2 separate regions of the Gossypium hirsutum genome follow, and region 1 is linked to region 2. Evidence: chromatin contacts called from public Hi-C data. All regions are on one chromosome and are shown on one strand. The core of a region is the stretch at or near the end of the contact, and the rest is flanking DNA. Distances in the headings are between cores, read along the strand shown. Region 1 holds the start of LOC107961955 (probable UDP-3-O-acylglucosamine N-acyltransferase 2, mitochondrial). Region 2 holds the start of LOC107961953 (DExH-box ATP-dependent RNA helicase DExH9).

Evidence for each region. A called contact is a pair of places that touch in the nucleus more often than the background predicts.
Region 1: a Hi-C map of leaf shows a contact between it and region 2, with 2.0 times the contacts expected there. The contact joins the promoter of LOC107961955 here to the promoter of LOC107961953 in region 2. A contact is called at or near these places in 4 of 34 Hi-C or Micro-C datasets (hypocotyl and leaf).

What each region holds. Positions count from the first base shown.
Region 1 is chrA06:115,203,749-115,208,048 of Gossypium_hirsutum_v2.1, forward strand. It overlaps LOC107961955 (probable UDP-3-O-acylglucosamine N-acyltransferase 2, mitochondrial), which reads right to left and starts at 2,874. Exons shown (of 10, transcript XM_016898144.2): 1 at 2,349-2,874; 2 at 2,023-2,233; 3 at 1,840-1,916; 4 at 1,609-1,658; 5 at 1,184-1,248; 6 at 1,028-1,079; 7 at 883-953; 8 at 671-737; 9 at 272-343; 10 at 1-130. The coding sequence starts at 2,499. The coding sequence ends at 62.
Region 2 is chrA06:115,008,746-115,012,797 of Gossypium_hirsutum_v2.1, forward strand. LOC107961953 (DExH-box ATP-dependent RNA helicase DExH9) reads right to left here and starts at 2,438. Exons shown (of 14, transcript XM_016898142.2): 1 at 1,928-2,438; 2 at 1,646-1,846; 3 at 1,338-1,556; 4 at 175-513. The coding sequence starts at 2,200.

The DNA of each region.
Region 1 (4,300 bases), core at 1,624-4,123, 200 kb after region 2:
TAAGTACTACTAGAAAGACAAGTATCATATGTAATTCTATGACCTAAGCTTTTAATAAACCTTAGGATTTCCCTTTTTTTGAACTCCGGCATTGAATAGCAATTTGTCTTCGCCAAACATGAATAGGAACCTGCAAAGCAGTAACTCAAATATGTTTAGGTCCCTTTTTGTGTCAGCTTTGCAAGAAAAAGAATTTGGCAGATGAGTTTTTACTCGATAGTTCTACATTGATAACAGATCAAAGTTATTGAAAATGTAAATGTATCCTTACAGCAGGGAAGCCACCATAGTCCCCAGGCTCTCTGATGTCCTTAGTGACACTGCTATTAGCAGCTAGTCGCACCTGCATGACTAACTTCATTTAGAAACATACCCTTCATGGAAGCATTTAAACCTTTAACTCCCTTTGCTATTTCAATGGGATATAATCAAATCAATGACAAAGGAAAAACATACAGTAAGCAAGACAGCTTTGAGCAAGTATACAATCTGAAAAGTTTAGCAATAGGTCCTTTTTCTTGCCAGGCATTTGCTAATATGATGTTAAATTTCTAACATGAAAATTGATTGTCATATTGATCTCTTAATTGTGTCACTATATAAAATTTTAAAGGACCCTCAACAACTCAAAACAAGAATTAACTTTTTGTTCTCAATATCAAGTAAATACCTTTGATATGATAGAGACATGATCACGCACTGCTACTCTTCCCCCAAGGACTACATAGTCTCCTATTCTGTGGCAGGACAGAAACCAAATATGATCACAACTCCCAGAAATTTTGAAAATTTTATCAAGTTCACATACTTGAGCACACTCAGAGACATAAGAAACTCGAAGGGAAAACTGGAGAAAAGAACTAAAGGATACTAATAACATACATCACTGAACCAGCTATGCCGACCTGTCCACAAAGCATGCAACTTTTCCCAATAACTACATTATGTCCAATCTGCATGGCCAGCATTTGGGTAAGGGCATTAACATAGAGTATGGCTATCAACAAGGTCAGACAGAAAACACCACCTGAACTAAGTTATCTATCTTTGTATGAGCTCCTATTACTGTGTCTCTCCAACTGCACAACCAAGTAGGTGATATACTTTCATTCAACATTGGTCTGCTCAGGAATGCAGAAACAAGTTAGAAATGGAAAACATTCAGAGTTAATAGATAACTAGCCTGCCCCGATCAATGCATGTATTAGCTCCAATATCCACGTGGTTCCCTATCCTAACATTTAACATCTGAGGAAGAACAACACAGAAAAAAACAATAAATGAATTTACTTGTTCAACAAATCTGAAATACCCAAGCAGCAATTCTTTACCTTTTTTCTTTTCTAAATCAACAAGAATAAATTCAATGATAATTGAAATGTTAATCATAAAACAATTCCTAAGTTATGCCTCGTAGTGCTCGAAACACAAGCAAGTTTTAAAGAAGTTCCTATGTAGCATAAGAGACAATTTCAACTATTCTATCGGTTAATAGATTGTATATAAATATTTCAAGTTATGGCCAATTAGCTGTTAAGAAATATGATCATGGTAGGATATTTTTCTAGTTGTGAATGTTGTAATTCTTAAAATCCAATAAACACCAACTTGAGGCTTCTTGACCATGTTGCCATCCTCATCGACAAAAAATCCAAATCCTGCAATAAATAAAATTAGATAAAAAAATTCAACTTCAGTACAAAATTACACTTCAATAGTCCAATAACACAGGTAAGGAAGTAAAGGAGATATATGTAGACATTTTGATAACGGATTAACTACCAAATGAATAAATCCGATGTCTTTTATAACTTTCAAGCTGAGAAGAAGCTGACTTACCATCTTGACCGATGCAAACTCCATTATGGATTACACATGAATCACCTACACTGCAGTTACTAAGTGCAGCATTATACCTGAACAAAGTTTAATAAATCAATCAGGAAACAAAGAGGCCATAAACACAAAATTAAAGCAAAACATCAAAGTTCACAACATGGGATGTCATATTGAAAGATTTACCCAATCTTTGTAAACTGGCCGATTTTAACACAAGGGCCAATAGCAGTCCCTGAACCAACATGAACATTTGCACCCAAAACGGATTTCGGATAAACTATCGCACCAATCTCGATAACCACAGTTGGATCAATACAAGCTGACTGATGAAAATGGCCACCACCATTTTTCCATTTTAAAAACTCCTGGCCATCATCAACGTCAGCTCCAGTTTCTGTCTTGACAGAAAAAAGAATATGAAGAAAGAGCAAAGGTAACCGGTAAGTATTTAAGCAATACATATCCATTGAGACATTTTAGCAAACAGCTGAGATGCTATAGAAACTGACCGGAGTTGACCACGCTATTTGGCAATGCTGTTCGGTTAGTTGAGGACTCAAAGAAATTATAGAGAGAGCCAAAACGTGAAGGAGTAGAAAGAGGAAAGTTCCTGAAAATGAAAGGAGGAATTGAGGATAATCTTTTCAGAGTAACTGCCATAACGACAATGGGATCGTTTCAGTTACTGTGACGGTTCACTGAAGAGTTGGAGAAAGAGATGAAAATGGTAAAGATTCTTTTTCGTTGGGTTTAAGGTTTGGGCAAAAGCATGAATGAGATGGGCCTTAATCCATGTTTGGGCACAAATTTAGATTAACGTATCAAAACATAAATTTTAGGGTTAAATATCTTTTTGAAACTTGAATTTGGTAATTTTTTTTTCATATTAAGACCTGAATTTTTTTATCTAAATTAATCCTTTAAATCTTAAAGTTAAAGATTTAATATGGAAACAATTGTTAAATTCAAGAACTAATTTGGATAAAAAAATTTAAGTCTCAATGTTGGAACTGGTGTTTAGTTTAAGCCTAGTGTGAGAACAATTACTAAATTTAAAGTCTAATTTATATAAAAGAAATTTAGGCCCTAATATAAAAAAAATTCCAAATTCATATTAATCTTAAATTTAATTTATTTATTTATTGTGAAATTCATGCCACATTTAAGCCTAAATTTAGTTGATCTATTTATTGTGAATTTTGATACCATTGCAAGGAACGTGATCCATCACCTAGTATTTGACTTCATGAATACATTATCATTATTTAGCTTGGATAAAAGTAAAACCAACTGCTGGTGCTTGTATTTATTAGTTTATTCAATTAAATAGCCTTGGATAGATACCTTTTTGCAAGAAATGAAAGCTAAGTTTTTGACCAATTGACACTTTTATAATATTCACAGATGCAGTAAGAATTTTTCAAAACTTAAAATTAAATTGTATATTTTGATGTTTATATATTTTTATTTTTTAAAAAATTAAATCATAATTTAATATTTTTAAACACTATATTAAACAAGGAAAGATTATAACAATGGGAACTCAAATCCAAAATTGGGTTCAACGGAAATATTAAATTATTGAGCTGTAGAGTTCACCAACCATTAATTAACTCAGTCGTTATGAATGACATTTAACTAAAACGAAATGAAAAGGGATAAATTAGGGAGTAATTGATTAGTCTTGAGTTGTCTAAACTACTGAATTTCCTTCCAGCTTCAATACAATGGGAGTTTAGCTCTGATTTTCCTTAGTTTTAACGTCAAACCATATCTAGATTTTGTGACCACAAGCAGCCATTAAACACTCGTCTAATTAACTCAACTTCCATATATACTTACAATTTTTAAGCTTACCAAAAACAAATGAATCCAACTGTTGTAAATAAAAATTGAGTTCAACGTCCAAAATTCCATTTTTTTTTTCGAATCACTATTGCTAAACCATATGCTAGTGTCACAAGTCATAGGCTTTGCAACAAAAGTGTCCCATGGAGATCTACATATTAAATCGGGTTCATTTAACAAGTGACGAAGCCCATTCACATAAAGTCTTGGTGACCCAACGAAGCAATTATGAAAAATTAGGGCTACATTGGTAAATAGGGAAAGTAATTTTAGAAGATTTGATTTTGTAATTTTGAAGACTGTGTAAATCCTTTAATTGTAGATAGACTTCGATCTCGTCCGTCAATGTAACTCAATCTATACTGTCGATTTTGGGGAGCTCAACTATAAATAGAAAGTCTCCTCCTCATTTGTAATCATCTATTTTATGCATTGTATTCTATTTTTTGCGTTAAAGAATATATTGAGAGCATTTATTCAAATACCTTGTGTGTATTGCTTTTTTTTTGTGGCTATTATGCTCTTTTGAGCTTCTTTTGTGTTTGAGATTACTTCCGCTACACTATGGTGCCTTAGAGGAATTCTGCGAGAATCTTCATTTTGCAAGAGTTAA
Region 2 (4,052 bases), core at 1,188-3,687:
AACTTGCCAACATTATATCTAGCACAATGTTGAGCAAGGATTCTTTTTAAAACATACTAATATAGTTGGGGATCTTTTGGGTTGTAAGAGGAAAGAAGACATGCCATCCACCCATATCTTCCCTATACCAACAATATACATATTAAAATAACAAAAGGTTCTTTTGAGACCCACCTGCATTGCAAGAAATTCACATTCCCTTTTGCTAAAGCTAAAAATTATTACAGGATCGTACTGTCGCTGAATGATCATTTTCACCAACTTGAAGATGTCACTTTGTTCACTAACTTTTCCCATCACTAACCCATTTTGTGATTTACCATTATTTCTTTTCTTGTCACTTTCACTTGTAGGAACTAATGCATTTAACGCTTTCTGAAAGCTATCCTCCCGAAATTTTCCTTTCTCATCTACCACCAAAAACAGACCATCACCTCCAGCAGGGAAAATATAATGCTGAAGAGGGGTTGGCCTATAATCGGTGTAAACTATGTGGCATGGTTGTTTGTGGACCTGCAACCACAGAATCAATAAGCAGACATATTTAAACAATTAAACAAGCTATAAAGTTAATGATCTATAGAACCACCTAGTGATGAAATCTATGTGCTTGATCCCAAAAGCATCCTACTCAAAAACAAAGAAGTTTATAATGTCCTCAAGATTCATAATCACTTTCTAGATACAAAATCCATTCACAAAAATCAAAAGCAGGGATCATTAGGGTTAGGACTAGTATTTCACACAGGAATGTTTCAAAGGAAATGAAAACACAAAGTTAATATGCTTCTGATATATTTTCTTAAATCTTTACTAAAAGTTACAAAAAAGCAGGGTTGAGAAAAAACATATCACCCATAAACAAGCTTAAAACCGCTCTTAAAAGACTAAAGCAAACAAACCAGTCTATAGTGTCTATGCTGGCAGGACCTTACCAACTCAAAGATCAAAATAGTAGAATCAAGGTTGACCAATGGAAAGACTAAATATGTCACAGGCAACTAACATCAATCATGTTAACTATAATAATTTTTTTTAAAATAATGTTTTAATAATAAGATTTAAAATCAAGAATTTCAGATTTGTGCTGGGTTGTTTTATGTAGTTTATTTTTTACTGTTCTCCTCATAGTTCCTCAAAGAAAACTTTCCTACTTTCTATTTATGGAGGGAAAAAGATAAACAAAACACCAAGCTTGTACATTTTACAAATATACCCTACTAAGAGAAATGAAAATAAGTTTGCTGCTATTCAAAAAAGATAAGCTGGCTAAAGAGCATTGATTAATTATATTCAAGTTGAAAGTTGGTGAATAAATTAAAGCAAACATTAACCACCTTGGCCACCCAATCAGCAAATTCCTTCGCATTAGGTACAGTTGCTGAAAGAAATACAAATCGAGAGTTCTTCGGTGCCATAACAATACTCTCTTCCCAGACAACACCTCTCTCGCGATCACGCATGTAATGCACTTCATCAAAAACAACCCATGCCACCTCACGAACAATCTCGGACCCTTTATACTGCATACTTCGCCAGATTTCCGTGGTCATCACCTGAAAATCAAACAGTTGGGAACATATGAAAAAATCAAATACTAAAGGAGAAAACGTAATATGAGACGGATAGCAAGTAAAGTACCAACCAAACAAGAAGCATTAGGGTCAATTGTAACATCTCCAGTCATCAAACCGACATCGGAAAACTCCTCTTTAAACTCCCTATACTTCTGATTGCTGAGAGCCTTAATAGGTGAAGTATATATAACACGCTGATTATTCCGCAAAGACATAGCAATAGCATATAAAGCTACTACAGTTTTGCCTGCTGATGTATGTGCCGATACCTGTATTGAAACTAGCATTTCACTTTCTCTACTTTCTTTGTTGTGTCAGAAAAGAACAAGAAAAACAAAAGAATGTCTTACAAGGACAGATTCGCCACGATTGAGGCAGTTAATAGCTTCAGACTGAAAGGGATCAAGCGTGAAAGGAAACTCCTTGGCAGGTTTAGAGTCAGCTGGAAATTGTAAAGAGGAAGCAGAAGGAACATAACCTTCAGGATATGAAACATCATGGACACATCCGACGGCTTCCTCCGCCAACGGTGAGACGTCTTCACCGAGATGTTTCTTCTTCTGCGGCGGCGGAGGAGACTCAGAGGATATACCCTCATCTGACTTCCTCTTCAAGGATTCCATTTACTTATCTTCTTCAGGACTTCTTAGGAAGAGAGGGAAAGAGAAGATTCTATCCTGCGGCAGCGGCGGCAACTTAGGGGAAAACCAAACAAACTCAAACACGAATAAAAAGAGAAAGAAAAGACCGAGCGAGTAAGTCTTTTAAATTACACAATAATTTAGGCAATCGAAAAACACATCCGAGCTATGTTTCACATTTTAAACATCCCAACTTAATAAACAATAGCTTATATTATATGGCAATAGGGTTGTATAATTTTTTTTAAATTTCCTTATTTCGGTAATGGATTGTTTAACGTGGTATTTTCTTCTTTTTTTTTTACTAAAGTTAGGAATCTCTATGAACTTTTTCAAAAACAACTAAAATTCAACACTTATTTCTCAACTTCATTAATCCCAGCTTTGTGAACTCTTGATAGATTTTTCGATAGAACATAATAGCTTTGTATCACATTTTCAAGCTCATTTTCGAGTTTACCGATCTCTCTTTCGGGTTCCCATTAAGACAGTGGTTGATTTTGTTTAAGTTTATACCTTTTTGTTACCTTATTAGGCTCTTCTTTTTATGGTTTAACAAGCTCTTTTTCGAGTTTCAGTGACAACGAAGGTCGCTTTAGTTTAAATTTATAACTTTCTATATCACCTTTTTAAGCTCTTCTTCTTCAAGTTTCTCCTTTTTGTTACCAATTTTCAATTCCGATAACAATCATTTTCGTCAAAGATTATAACCTTCTCTCACTTTTTCTTTTTTGAATTTCGATAATGATGATGGTGGTGACCAATTTAGATTCATATAGAACTCCAAAAGATTATCAAAATCTTCCCCAAAAGTTTTAAAGCTCTCCTATATAAAAAGTTAGGCATGGAGAACGGAAGCAAATAAACCCAAAAAAATATTGTTTTGGACTAATTATTGAAATGTCTCTAATTTTAGTCAAAAATAAAAACAAATGCAACATTATCAATTCATTAGTGGATTAAAAGAATTTTTAACGACAGTGACCAATTTGAGCAATTATCGTAATTAGAGTGACCAAATTGATAAGAAAAATTAGAGTGACCAAAATAAGAACGACGTTGTTTTAGAGTAACTTGCGATGTAGTTTATTCTAAAAATATCTAATCATATTAAAAAAATTACACATTAATTTTTGTAACATTACTATGTAAAGATTAGTTTTTTTAGTGTACTAGAAGAATAATATATTCATAAAAGATAGCAAAAAGGGTTTTGAAGAGAATGGAAAAGATTAAGAAAAATGGAGAGTTAGGGTTTTACAAGAGAGAGAAATAATGGAGTCTATTTGTTTCTTAAATTGTGTTGATACAAAATATCAATAAGGGTGGAGAAGGTAGGGGTGGTGAGGAGGTCGATTCACCTTTACAAGGTGTAGAGCTAGAAAGTAGTAGAATAAAAAAGGGGGTGAGGGCTTATTATGATAGGGGGTTTTAGAATGAAGAAAAGAGTACCCCTTTTCTATGTTGTGCCTTGGGGTATTTATAGATGGGTGGCTTCTGGTCACTTCTTTATTACCACATGCCCAAGCTGGGTTAAAGGTATATGTAACGACTCGAGTTTTACTGGTGTTGAAAAACACAATTTTAGAACCTCATTTTCGTAAACTATAACACCCCTAACCCCTTTCTGTTACAGATTAAGGTTACAAGCATTACTATACAATTAGAACATTCATAATTAATTTCATTCAAAAATCATAAACATAACTTAAACCATTCTTACATACACATATTGTCTATAAATCTAGCCCTCGGGGCCTTAAAAATACTTTAGAAACAAATCGAGACCAACTTGAAATCATTTGGAAAGCTTTGGAAAAATTCACAAAAATTG